Linked DNA regions of Mus musculus: region 1 is linked to region 2. The links are chromatin contacts, called in public HiChIP or PLAC-seq maps. All regions are on one chromosome and are shown on one strand. The core of a region is the stretch at or near the end of the contact, and the rest is flanking DNA. Distances in the headings are between cores, read along the strand shown. Region 1 holds the start of Ccdc17 (coiled-coil domain containing 17). Region 2 overlaps Ipp (IAP promoted placental gene).

Region 1 (6,729 bases), core at 2,213-4,712, 60 kb after region 2:
CTTGGGGACTCACCCCTGTGCTCAAGCAATCATTGTCAATGACAAAGTGACTATTGAAGTTATAATTGTATTAAATTAATGCTAATAATTTGGATATTTTATTTTATTTTTGGCTGCTGGGTAACTTAGCCCTTAACCAAGCATATGTGGTTGTTTTTGTTTTTTTTTTTTTTTTGTTTTGTTTTGTTTTTTATTTTCTCTTTTTTTTTTTTTTTCTTTTGGGTACAGCTGTAAAATATTTGGATATAGGAAATGTTATTCTTGCAGCCTTGATATTCAGGGTGGATTGTAAAATATGAATTTTTGTGAGATTTCAAAGATTAAGATTATTTTGATAACATTATTTACAGATTTAAAAGATGTGGTTACCACAAGTCTGTTGAGGGGAAAAACTACTGCATAAAATAACTAACGTCGAATAAATATTTTGCATCAGTTTGGATTGTCTTGTGTAAGAAATATATTTTCTTTAAAATTAGAGAGTGGATTCTTTTTTTAAGGGAAATATTTTTAGAAAACTAGGGGAAAACTGAATTCAGCCCCACCTGTTTCTCTTTTCAGCAAAAATTCTTAATGTGGAAAAAACCTGTGCAATAAATTATTCATAATAAACTACATTTTTTTTACTGAAGGAATTTTTTAGTGCCCAGGATTTATCAATATACCTGGGTTTGGAGGCCTCCCCCCACCTCAGTTGGTTGTGTTTTATGTGTAGGTGTTTTGCCTATGTGTGTGTCTCTGAATGCCATGCTGCACTGATTGCCAGAGGAGGCCAAAGGGGGACTTCTGCTCCTCTGGAAGAACAGCTCTGAACTGCTGCTGAGCCAAGTGTCCAGCCACCAATATGAATATTTTAAAGAAGGCCTGACAAGTGCTTCCTACTTAATTAAATGGGTGCATGGGGGTGATTGAATGAAGTAAGACGACAGTGGAGATGGAGGAATGAGAATGACTCCGTGTAGGGTTAGCACTTGCCCACTAAGTGTTTACATCTTCCATACCTAGAAACACATGGTGATGGAAGTTGAGAAATGGTTTCCACAATTTGTTCTCCGAGTTGTATATGTGAACTTGATATGCACATATACATACAAAATGAATGAAGAGCTGGAGAGATGGCTTAGTGGGTTAGGAGCGCTTGTGGCTTTTGCAGTTTTTATGGTTGTGGTTCCACATTTTAGGGCCACCAAGATGGCTCAGTGAACTTAAGTTTATGTCACCAAGTTTGAGGATTTCGGTTTGATTCTTGGGATCCACATGATGAAAGTAGACAAATGACTCCCTTGACATGATACTTTACCTGGCCTACCTGTGCTAACACAAATACATGCACAGGCTAAATGTTAAGATATGTTAAGGAAATTGGCAGCTGGAGGTCATAGTTCATTGGCAGAACATTTACTTGCATTGCATGGCCAAGGCCCTCGATTTACTACCTGAAACCACCACAAAAGGTAACACTTTCAGTATAATGCTCATGTAGCCCATTTTTCTAAATCTGCTGGAATTGGAAGGATGGCCCCATGGAGCACTCAACTAGCTGCTCTTTCAGTTGGCTACGGTTCAAAATGCAACTAGCAATCATAACCTAAGCCACCCCAATTCTAACCTCATTGGGAACTGAATGCGTTGGTATACGTGCAGGCAAAATACCCATACACTAAAAAAGAAAAAGCATCTTTTAAATCTATGAAGTAACAGTTTATTAAGGCAGTGGAGAGAATGCTCGCCTTTTATATAATGTTTCAGAGCACATAAACATCGTGTAACTTGCTCCTCTTTGGATGTTTGGAGAGAACTACCTTAACAGCTCTGTCTTACTGAGGAAAGGCTGCTTCAGAAATGAGGTGCATGGATCTGTGTAGACGAATTTTAATCAGGGAACATGTTTGCTCTTGAAAAGGATCACATCCAAAAGATAGATGTCTGTATGACCTCGCTGGATACAGACATGCCCTTAGTGTGATGAATCAGAAATATCTGACCAAATGAGTCAGAGAGATCAGCTCAGGAGCGAGGATTAAAAAGAAAAAAGGCAATTTTCATTGTAGTATGAACTCAGCAAGGTCTGAGGCTGAAGTAGGTTTATTTTTTTTCCCCCAATTTGCTTTTATATCATTTTAATTACATGCAAATAATAAGATCAGTTCTAGGCTGGAGAATAAGCAAGACAATAAAACTCCCAAGCTCACTGTTTCTAAGTGCTTATCAGGATGACCAAGATATCTGAGCCTACTTCCCTGTCCTAGCCCAAAGTAAAATTCTTGCCTTAAGCCTACTACTTTGTTCTAGCCAAATTAGATTCCTGCCTGAGCTTACTTCCTTGTCCTGGCCTAATGTCAAATCCCAGCCAAGTGGCCCCACAAAGCTCTCCACAGATGGGCAAAGCCCAACTCAGGAAAGAAATGCTACTTAAGAGCAGTGCAGGGGGGCTGGTGAGATGGCTCAGTGGGTAAGAGTACCCGACTGCTCTTCCAAAGGTCCAGTGTTCAAGTCCCAGCAACCACATGGTGGCTCACAACCATCCGTGACGCCCTCTTCTGGTGTGTCTGAAGACAGCTACCGTGTACTTACATATAATAAATAAATCTTAAAAAAAAAAAAAAAAAGAGCAGTGCAGGGAAAATCCATCTTGGAGTTAGTTCAGTTGAGTGTAGTTTAGAGGCAGCTTCACCAAGTAGAGCACTTCAATGAGAAGCTAAGAGAAGCCGGTTTGAACCAGTTCAGAGAGGACTTTGAGACAGAACAGCTGAGTTGAGTCAGCCAGCTTTGAGGAAGAGCTAGAGTGAGTTTATTCAATAGTCTCAGAGCCTGAAAACATTTTAGGCATAGATTCGCCTAGGAGATGAGGATGAACGTTGCTTTTACAGATCTGTGTAAAGGTGACGATAACTTGACCAGCAGAAAGAGCTCGTTTAACTCACAAGTAGTATCCATCTGACAAATTGTATTCTCCCCAACGGGTCTCCCAGTTCTCATTACTGGAAAGGTTCAGATCATTCCTGTCCCAGAATGGGAATTAGAAAGACTATTCCATTGTGTGGTGTGTTAATTCTGTAAAAGATGGGTTTATGCAAAGACATACTGCTAATATGAGGTTTACCTTGTGCGGAAATGTTCCCTACAGTGGAGAATTCTAGCTTGAAATCTGTCCATTTTAGAGAACAGCTGTGGTACAGATGACAGTTGCCTATCAGAGGCTAAATAGGCAATGAAGTCAAAGCCGCAGTTAATTAAATACTTGGCCAAACTCACTGTAATTGGTGGAACAAACTGACATTTTCACACCTGGGCCCCACCCAAAGGTGGCCAGGCACATTGCCCAGGCCTGCCTAAGCCTGTACTCGCTGCCCAGGGAGCTAGGGCACCTCCCCAAACATAAACATACATTTGAAGGACCTGGCGATTTAGCAGACTTGGTCTATTCTTTGTCCCTTTTCTCTCTTTTCTGTCCAGTCCGCCTTTTCTCTTTTGTCACATCCTCTGTAGGACGCTGGTGTCTATAAGAGATTCCATTCCATGGCCGATTACTCAGGGGAATCAGGACTTTTATCCTGTGAATCCTGTGATATGGTTTTCCGCTCCTGGGCTCTGTTGGCCACACACACCAAACGATTCTGCATTGGCCGGCTGACTCCGGAGGTAACACTTAAATCACAGCCTTCAGTCGCGATCAAACGAGGCACCAAGGTAAGGGCCGCCAGTGGCCAGGGGTAGGTTTTCCATCAATCATTATTCTTACGTTTTTTGCCTCCCCGCCACCAGATCATGGCACAAGAAAAGAGCCGTGATCAGGAAGCCAGCACATCTGCTCTAAAGAGGCTGACAGAGGAGGTACACACCAATCATGACTACAAACTTCAACTTTACATGTGTAGAGATTTACATGCTGGAAATCACCCAGTACAGAAATAGCGGGTCCGAGTTATTTGCAGGTGCAGTTGCTGTCCCTACAGAAAATAGGTCCCCGAGCGACTGAGGGTCTCACTTCCCAGACTGCAGGGAGCCCTGGGGAGAGGCTGCGAGTCTTGCAGGGAACCCGCGCCAGACGCATGGCAGAAACAGAAGCACAGAGCCGGGCGCTGGAGCGTCGCGGCGAAGGTGAGAGGTAAGGACTCGGCCCTGTCGCTGTGCTCGGACTCACCCTGACTCTGCCCATTTGTCCCTCAGAATTAAAACGGCGCCTCCACAGCGTGGCGGGACCCAAGGGAGGATTACCCCGCCCATTCGACTTGGAGCGCGAGCTCAGAGAACTCAAGGAAGAGGCCAACCGGACCCGGGGAGCACTGCAAACGCTAGGTGCGCATTTCCAGGCGCTCCAGCTTCAGCCTCGGTGAGTTGCCGGCCCAGCTTTGGTAGGAGTGCGGGCGGGGCCTTGGGCTCGGGTCAGTGACATCATCTGCTTGCGCCAGAAAACTGCAGGACACCCATAGGGCAGTGGAATTCTGTTACCTGCCCCTGCGGTTCAACCCGGAAACGCTGGCTGCAGAGATCCGGTGAGGACCCCGGCCCTGGGTGGACAGGATCGGGAGTCTGTTCAGTCTGGGAGATCGCTTTCTGCTGCCTTCTTGCTAGGATCCTACGTGAAGCCTACGTGCACGGTGGAGGCCGGGACCCAGAAGTTCTGGACAAAATATTGCAGCTGCAAGTGGAAGCGTCAGCCCTGGAATTGCAGCGGTCGCAAAACCGCAAGGGTGAACGAAAGGGTCTATCATAGAGGGTTTCTACACTGATGGTCCTAGAGTTGGAAGGAGAAAAGGGCTTGAGGGAGAGCACCACTAGAATGGGAGGCACGTAAGCCCAAGGAAGGAAAACCCATTGCCAGATGACAAATCCAGGCTTGTGCAGAAACCCTTAAAGTTGGATTACTACATAATGCTTGACAGATCACTTTAATTCATCTCAGAAAAACTAAGTGCCGCCTCTGAGGAGGTTCTAACGGTGGAAGCCGAAAACAGGCTCCTGGAGGCAGAAATCCTGGCATTGCAGAAGCAGAAAGTCCTGAGTCTGTCGCCCTGGGGTCAGTGAAAAATACAGCCTCTCCCTAGACAATCCCAGGGAACCCAACTCTGAAGGGGTGAAGGGACCAAGTCGGGAGGATGAAGTCCATGTCTGTAACGTGTTTCTGTCAATACAGCTATCTTTGTATCTTTGGTTTATGAGCCTGTACTCCCTCTGACTTACTCAGTTTGCTGCTTCCTCCAGCTCAAGCCACTTTGTTGTTGTTTCTAGGATCCAGGGATCTCCCCGGACACCTGAGTAGGTGTGATAACTCCCTCCTCCCTCCACTGGTTGCACCCCCAATACCACAACTTACAAGTTCCACAAAAGCCCAGAACTTCCATGGCACTTCAAAGACTGTGAGAAAGACAGCATTCGGGGTTGATGGCTGGCTTGACATGCAGTTTGGGGATCATGGGCAGATTGCAGTTCTGTAGGACTGAACTCTTTTGTCCACAATAGATACTTAATGGAACCATGACAAGAAAAATGGGTCTGGATCTCCACTTCCTCCTACCTGCATCAGATGTTCTAGGTCCAGCACCCTATGATCCTGGGTGAGGCCTGCTCCCTCCTTCACAGCATTTTTGAATGCTGACATTTATGGAGACCCACCAACCGCCATCCAGGCTTAAAGTACTGGCCGGGTGGAGGAATTAGGGGCTCTGTGTACATAGATTTGTATTCTTCAGGGCTGGCCTTGTCATTTTCTATGACTTCCTGCGGGGCCTTGACACTTCTTGGATATGGGTACAGCTAATGACCAGCTTGGCCCGGAATGGACAAGATACAGGAGGGACCACAGCATTACCTCCAGCCCTTTGCTTGCCACAACCTTCAGCTCCTGGACCTATGGGCAACTGTGCTATCCTAGCAAGCAAGCAGCCTGTGCCCAGGTTAGTAGGTATAGGTCATAAAGGCTGCACCTTACTAGGTCTGATCTGTACACTGGGCCCAAGAGCAGCCCTACAACAAACTAGGGACTTCAGCTAAATACTCGAACGTGATTTTGTTTCACAGGCTGCCTCCATCACCACTGGTATCTTTGATCTGTGAACTACAGGCCTGGCATGGAGTTACATGGGCACCACAACCAAAGGCTTGGGCCTCACTATTGCTATTTGACCAAGATCTGAGGGTGCTTAGGGGCCGTTGGCGCCTCCCACTTCGGGTCTATCCTAACACCAGCCTCAGCCTTGCCCAGAGGAATGAGATTCCCCAGGTAAGTATAGAGGATAAAGACTGGGTATACTCCCAGATTCCAATGGAGTACCACTTCCTTTGTTAGGCAGGCCAGGCTGAGCTCTTTCTGAGGCTGGTAAATGCAAGAGATACAGATGCCCAGACATTGGCAGAGATCAACCCAGCAAATGCCCATGAATACCAGTACCCACCAATGGTGAGTCCACTTCTGGTCAGCCTGTAGGCTAAGCAGCTTCTATTAGATAGTGTATACCAATTAAGGTATCTACATTAATCCTTAAACCTACCCATGAAATACCATGTGGCAGAAAAAGAACACTTGCCCTGCTTTTCATTAAACTTTGTCCTCAGTTTAACTCCAACGTTTGTCTTAAGTTTTGCTTAAAAACAAAACCCTATCTTTCATATTCTATAGGTGTCCAGTTCATCTGTGGAATCCAGCTTCTTCACCCACAGTTCTGCCTTTGCTGACCCCCCACCTCCCACAGAAGAGGCTTTTGTCAGCGTTAAGGATAAAAATGAGCA
Region 2 (7,196 bases), core at 3,870-6,369:
AATGTAAGAATGTGTTTTCATTTTAATCCCAGGTGTGGGATGTGGGCTGCTTTGATTTGCCTTGTGCTTTAGCAGAGGCGTGGTTTTGCCAGCACAGATAGTTTCCTTGGCTTTATAACATTTGTAATTCTGGGAACCTTTCAGAGGGTATAAAAATACTAGAGCCCTGATGGGGGGTTGGTGGTTGGTGGTCATTCAGGGGTGTTGGTTGTACTTTGTTGGTAGTCATGATCAAAGAAAAAAACAAGAAGAAAGAAATTAGATTTGGGGATTTCCCTTTCTCCCCTCTATACTTCTTTCTCTCATGTCTTGTGATAGGAGGTGAAACCAGGGAGGGAGGAGGAATAATGGGTAGGAAAAAGAGAAACCCATAAAATATCAAAGACCAGTTACAGGGTATATTGGTGGTGCATACTTTTAATTCCAGCACTTGGTAGGCAGAAGCAGATGGATCTCTGTGAGTTGAAAGCTAGCCTGATCTACAAAGAGATACCCTGTCTCAAAAAAACAAAACAAAACAAAAAAATCAAAACTAAATAAACTTCAGATAGGTGCTAAAGAAGCAGTCTGGTGGGTAAATTTGCCTGCTGCCAGGTCTGCCAACTTGATGGTGGACATTAATCCACCCCTGAAATTGACCCCTGAAAATTGTTGTCTGGACTCAACATCCTTTACATGGCATGTGGAACCAATTTATCGTCCTTTGTTGAAACTGAAGTCACCAGTAAGTGTTCATATTGGTTTTATACCATCCCATTTTTATAGATCTACAGATGCCCACACAAATAAAATGGGTTGTTTTTTTTAAAGAATAGAAAAAAAAAAATCCAGATAGAGCAGCTGTTTAGTAAACTAAGTATTTGATGTGTCTTCCTTTGTTGTCACTTCCTCTCACATCACAGCTAAGTTATTCTTCATAAGTAGGGAGAAAGTACAGTTTGTTTGTTTGTTTGTTTAATTTTTTATGACAGGGTCTCACTATGTAGCTCTAGCTGTTGTCCTGAAACTCACTATGTACATCAGGCTGGTCTGGCTGCTTCTGCCTCCTGCGTGCTGGGTCAGAGGCTTGTGCCGCCACGGTTAGCCTGTACCTGTTCAGTAGAAACTGAGCACAAATCTGTTCTTTTTCAGGTTTAATTTATGCAGTTGGAGGAATCAGCAATGAGGGGCTAGAGCTCCGTTCCTTTGAGGTTTATGATCCACTTTCCAAGCGCTGGTCTCCACTTCCTCCTATGGGAACCAGAAGAGCGTATCTTGGGGTGGCAGCACTCAATGACTGCATCTATGCTATTGGAGGGTGGAATGAGACACAAGATGCCCTTCATACTGTAGAAAAGTACTCCTTCGAAGAGGTGGGTTGCATGATTTCGAATGCTTAGTGTTTTCTTATTCTCTGTCACTACCTGTTACATCTGAAGTGATGTGCTGTTCTCTTTCACTCATTGTTTTGATTATTAGTTTTCTCTTTTTAAAGAACAAACTTTATGCATCACTTGTCTATTATTTCTATTTTTATTTTTTCTTGCATGTGTATTATGGATTTTTGCCCTTTTCTCATTTGTTAAATCAGAAACTGAGATGTCAGATTATAAAACTTCAGTTTTTTATCATTTATATCTATAAATGTATTTTTAAGTTTTGGTATAGAGTAGAGATATTGCTAAGCAGCTAAAACCAATGGCTGCTCTTGCAGGGATGACCCAGGTTTAGTTTCCAGCTCACAACTGTCTATAACGCCAGTTCCAGGGCATCCAACATCCTCTTTTTGCTTCCTTGGGCAGCACACACACACATCATGTAAGACATACAAGAAGGCACAACACTAATAACATAAAGTAATTTAAAATGTTTTAAAATTTTAATGGTTTGTGTATGCAAATGCTCTTATATTGCCAGCCCTATAAATTTTCTTTAGATACTACTTTAACTGCATCCTACATATTTGATAGTGTTTTAATTTTTAAAACTTTATTAATTTTTATGTATGTGAACAGGCAGTTGTGGGGTGCCAATTGTGGCTGCTAGGTATTAAAACTGGGACATCTGTAAGAGCAGTAAGAATTCTTAATTACTGATCTATCTCTCCAGGTCTTGTTGTATTTAATTAATATTTACCTTAAAATTTTTTTTTATTTCTGATAATTTTTATTTGGACCAGTGGGTTGTTATAAGTATCTTATTGCTTTGGGAGTATTAACTAAATAGTAAAATGTACACTTAGCCACTGTGAGTCACTGGGTCCAGTCCACAGCAATAACATGAAAAAAATATATATATAATGTAATTTACTAATATATGGAGATTTTTCCAGATATCTTTTAATTACTAGTTTCTATTTCTTTTTAATTTTTATTTAAGTTTACTTATTTATTTTGTGTGTGTGTGTGTGTGATCTCTACATTTATATATGGAAATCAGAGGACAATTTGCAGGAGTGGGTTCTTTTATTTTTTCATCATATGGGCCCTAGGGATTGGATTCTAATTGTCAGTCTTGGTGGCATACACCTATACCTGCAGTCCCATTTATATTTTTAATTTAAAATTTTTATTTATTATTATATTATTATTATTATTATTATTATTATTATTATTATTATTATATGTGCGTGCACCAGCACCCTTTGTTTATTTTAAGGCAAGGTCTTGGATGGGTGGTGGTATTACATGTCTTTAATCCAACCACTTGTGAGACAGAGGCAGGTGGATCTTTTGAGTTCCAGGCCAACCTGCTCTACAGAGTAAGTTCCAAGATAGTCAGTACTCTACAGGGAAACCCTGTTTGGAAAACAAAATCAAAAACAAAGAAACACCTAGGCTGCCTTTGAGTGAGCTCTTGTAGTGCAGACTTACCTTTAACTGGTGATCCTCCTGCCTCAGCCACCTAAGTTGATTTCTAATTAAATTCTCTTTTGATCAGAGAACACATTTTGTATTGTTCCTATCTTAATAAACATTCTATACAAATTCTGAAAGGAATTTGTATCCTGCTGGTATTGTGTGTGTTCTTACTATCTATTAGGTCAAGGTAGTCTGAGATATCAGTAAGAAAGAAAAGTGTTAACATTTTCATTTGTAAATGTGGGCTTGTCTGTCTCTTTCTTAATTTCTGTCAAGTTTTGGTTCATATTGCTTAATAGTTCTGTATTACACATTGATAGAAATGAAAGAAACAATACAGAGTGAGCCTGTGGTCTTTTTGCTCTTGTCAGGGAGCATTTTGTGAGAAAAGGAAGCTCTCTTAACTTCAAACAACTCTAAGGCATCCTCGTCTGTCTTAATTACATGTAAAGTTTTTCAGCTCTGCCAGTTTTGTGATGTTCTTTATAATTATAGATTTTTCTTTTAGCCTTCAAATGTAGTCTACTATTTTAGTTTCAAAACCTTATACCTGGGGATGGGTATGGTGGCCCATACCTTTAATTCCAGAACTCTGGAGGCAGAAGCTAGTGGATCTCTGTGAGTTCAAGGCCAACCTGGTCTACAGTGCAAGTTCCAGGACAGCCAGGGCTACACAGAGAAACCCTGTCTTGAAAAACCAAATTAATTAATTAAAAATAAAAATAAAGGTTAGTATTAATTTATATGTATATGTCTGTATGCCTTCAATGTGTGTTCAGGTACCTACAGAGGTCAGATGAGGGTATAAACCTCCAGAAGTTGGAGGTATAGGTGGTTGTGAGCCTCCATATATGGATACTGGGATAGGATTTAAACTCAGATCCTCTGGAAGCAACAAGTACTCTTAACTAATAATCCATCTCTCCTTCTTTCCTTTTTATTTACACGTTTATTTCTCTCTTTCTTTTCTTTTCCCTTTCTTTCTTTCTTTCTTTCTTTCTTTCTTTCTTTCTTTCTTTCTTTCTTTCTTTCTTTCTTTCTTTCTTTCTTTCATGTGCATTGCTGTTTTGCCTATATGTGTGTCTGTGTGAGTGCCAGATCCTCTGGAACTGGAATTACAGACAGCTGTGAGCTGCCATGTGGGTGCTGGGAATTGAACTTGGGTCCTCTGGAAGAGCAATAAGTGCTCTTAACTGCTGAGCTATTTCTCCAGCTTACTTCTATCATTTATTATTATCACTATTTTTTTGAGACAGAGCCTCACAATGTATCATTGGCTGACTAGAAACTCACTAGTTAGACCAGGCTGGTCTTCAACTCACCAGGATCTGCTTGCTTCTGCCTCACAAGTGCTTGGTTTAAAGGCATGTACCACTACATGTGGCTTCCTTCATTAAAAACAAAAACAAAAGACTTCTGGGCCAGTGAAATAGGACATCAGTTAAGATCACTTACTATGGGCTGGAGAGATGGCTCAGTGGTTAAGAGCATTGACTGCTCTTGTAGAGGTCCTGAGCTCAATTCCCAGACACCACATGGTGGCTCACAACCATCTGTAATGGGATTTGATGCTCTCTTCTGGTGTGTCTGAAGACAGCTACAGTGTACTCATATAAATAAATAAACATTTACAAACAAAAACCAAACAGTTATGCTGATACCAAAACCACACAAAGACCCAACAAAGAAAGAGAACTTCAGACCAGTTTCCCTTATGAATATTGATGCAAAAAATAAAATAAAATTCTCACAAACTGAATCCAAGAACACATCAAAATGATCATCCATCACGATCAGGTAGGCTTCATCCCAAGGATGCTGGGATGGTTCAATATACAGAAATCCATCAATGTAATCCACTATATAAACAAACTCAAAGACAAAAACCACATGATCATTCCATTAGATACTGAAAAAGCATTTGACAAAAATCCAACATTCCTTCATGTTAAAAGTCTTGGAAAGATCAGGAATTCAAGGCTCATACCTAAACATTGTAAAAAGCAATATACAGCAAACCAATAGCTAACATCAAACTAAATGGAGAGAAACTTGAAGCAATCCCACTAAAATCAGGGACTAGACAAGGCTGCCCACTCTCTCCCTATCTATTCAATAAAGTACTTAAAGTTCTAGCTAGAGCAATTAGACAACAAAAAGGAGGTCAAAGGGATCTTAGTCACTGTTTTATTGCTGTAAAGAGACACCATGACCACAGCAACTCTTATGAAAGGCAGTATTTAATTGGCAGCTTGCTTTACAGTTTCAGAGGTTTAGTCCATTATCATGGTGGAGAGTGTGATTGCAGGCAGCCAGCCAGCCAGGCAGGTGCTGGAGCAGTTGCTGAGTGCTACATTCTGAACTTTAGGCAGAAAGAGAGAAGGAGCTTAAGGCTGGCTTTTGCAACCCCAAAGTCCACCTTTAGTGATATATTTCCTCCAACAAGACCACACTTCCTAGTCCTTCTACTCCCTTCAAATAGTACCACTCGCTGGTGACCAGGCACTCAAATTTATCAGCTTATGGGGCCATTCTTTGTCAAACCACAAGTACAGAGTCGTTTTAACTTCTGAGCCATCTCTCCAGCTACCTAAATAGAAACTTTGAAGATTTTTTTTTTGGGAGGGGGGAGGGTTTTGGTTTTTTTTTTTTTTTTTTTTTTTTTTTTGGTTTTTCAAGACAGTATTTCTCTGTGTAGCCCTGGCTGCCCTGGAACCCGCTCTGTAGACCAGGCTGGCCTCGAACTCAGAAATCCACCTGCCTCAGCCTTCAAGAATCTTTTAAAAACAAAAAGTCTTTTAGTATATAAACTTTTCCCCTCCTTGGTACTTGATAATCTCTTCATTTTGAATGTATAGACTTAGATTCTCAGAATTTTGGCTTCAATGACTCTTATGTGTTTTTTTTTAAACAGATTTATTTTTATTTTATTTGTATGGGTGTTTTGCCTTCATGAATGTCTTATACTACATGTTTACAGAAGAGATAGGTATTAGTGTTAGATTCTCTAGAACTAGAGTCACAGATGGTTGTTAACCACCATGTAGGTACTGGGAACTGAATCTCACTTCTTTGCAAGACTATTTAGTTCTTTCAACCACTGAGCCCTCTCGCCAGTCCCTCTATATGATTTCTATACTATCACCTAATCATAATTTATAGTTAGATGTGTTTAACTATTACTTCTCTCTAGACTCAATGTTTTGCCATACCTACCCAAAAGTTATTTTAAAATAAGCCAGGCATGGTGGCACACGCCTTTAATCCCAGCACTCGGGAGGCAGAGACAGGCGGATTTCTGAGTTCGAGGCCAGCCTGGTCTACAGAGTTAGTTCCAGGACAGCCAGGGCTATACAAAAAAACCAAAACAAAAAACAAACAAAAAAAAAAACAGACAAACAAAAAATGTTGTATATATTTACTTAATTGGTTTGTGTGAATTTAAATATGTACAGTCTAAATATATGATTTCTCAGAGATTTTATTATCATTTTATGACAGTACTAATGTTAATTCTTTTCTCATTTTATTAGGAAAAGTGGGTTGAAGTTGCTTCAATGAAAGTTCCTAGAGCAGGCATGTGTGCTGTGACAGTCAATGGTCTTCTGTATGTCTCTGGAGGCCGGTCTTCTAGCCATGATTTCTTGGCCCCAGGTACTTTGGACTCAGTTGAAGTTTACAACCCTCATTCAGATACATGGACGGAAATTGGTAATATGATCACTAGTCGTTGTGAAGGGGGTGTTGCTGTACTGTGACAGAGAAGGCACAAAAGCACAAGGAACATTTGAAAATGTAGGTTCTGACCATTTGCAAATCAAACATATATTTGTGATATGATCTTCTGATTCTTTTGAGTATTCCATGTATTGAATAGATAGATAAGTAAAGAGTGATTTTTCTAAAAATTTGAATTAAAATGGATATGTAATATATCTTAAAATTAATAAAGTACACTTATAAATTTGCAAAACTTAGCAACAGTACAAATGGTATTTATGCCTTACAGTTTATTCAGTTATCAATAGAATCCTAATTGTAAAAATTGTTTGCTAAAGGGCTGGAGATATGGCTCAGAGGTTAAGAACACTGACTGCTATTCTAGAGGTCCTGAGTTCAAATCCCAGCAACCACATTTGGTGACTCAAAACCATTTGTAATGGGATCTGATGCCCCCTTGTGATGTGTCTGAAGACAGTTACACTGTACTCATATAAATACAATAAATAAATCGTTAAAAATATTGTTTGCTAGAAACTTCTGGGAAATAGTGCATTTTGGCTATTTCTCCAGTGCAATTCAAATTGAAACATAGCCTGTATATAGTATAAGCACATGAGACAGCTAAATTTTTTC

The links. HiChIP or PLAC-seq counts read pairs in DNA pulled down with a chosen protein or histone mark.
Region 1: an H3K4me3 HiChIP or PLAC-seq map of the SCID.adh cell line shows a contact between it and region 2, with 16 read pairs. The contact joins the promoter of Ccdc17 here to the enhancer-like site in region 2. A contact is called at or near these places in 1 of 39 promoter capture datasets (macrophages), 5 of 115 datasets of contacts at active chromatin or transcription factors (the SCID.adh cell line, embryonic stem cells, intestinal crypt epithelium and 1 more) and 3 of 9 other capture datasets (adipose tissue, liver and pancreatic islet).

Annotation. Positions count from the first base shown.
Region 1 is chr4:116,593,268-116,599,996 of GRCm38.p6, forward strand. Ccdc17 (coiled-coil domain containing 17) reads left to right here and starts at 3,463. Exons shown (of 13, transcript NM_001037916.3): 1 at 3,463-3,690; 2 at 3,766-3,834; 3 at 3,996-4,101; 4 at 4,171-4,333; 5 at 4,413-4,496; 6 at 4,576-4,694; 7 at 4,907-5,020; 8 at 5,233-5,360; 9 at 5,464-5,558; 10 at 5,694-5,897; 11 at 6,022-6,223; 12 at 6,290-6,400; 13 at 6,620-6,729. The coding sequence starts at 3,520. It overlaps C530005A16Rik (RIKEN cDNA C530005A16 gene), which reads right to left and starts at 4,363. Exons shown (of 3, transcript NR_029450.1): 1 at 2,575-4,363. It overlaps Gpbp1l1 (GC-rich promoter binding protein 1-like 1), which reads left to right. Exons shown (of 12, transcript NM_029868.3): 12 at 1-635.
Region 2 is chr4:116,531,427-116,538,622 of GRCm38.p6, forward strand. Ipp (IAP promoted placental gene) reads left to right here. Exons shown (of 9, transcript NM_008389.3): 8 at 1,132-1,352; 9 at 6,374-6,809. The coding sequence ends at 6,598. Among named protein-coding and RNA genes, the nearest start is that of Tmem69, 21 kb to the right of the region's middle. Within about 2 kb of position 5,120, at least 11 of the 459 cell types and tissues checked have an H3K27ac peak or open chromatin away from gene starts, as enhancers often do. A contact at or near this core is called in the SCID.adh cell line and intestinal crypt epithelium, where this site is marked.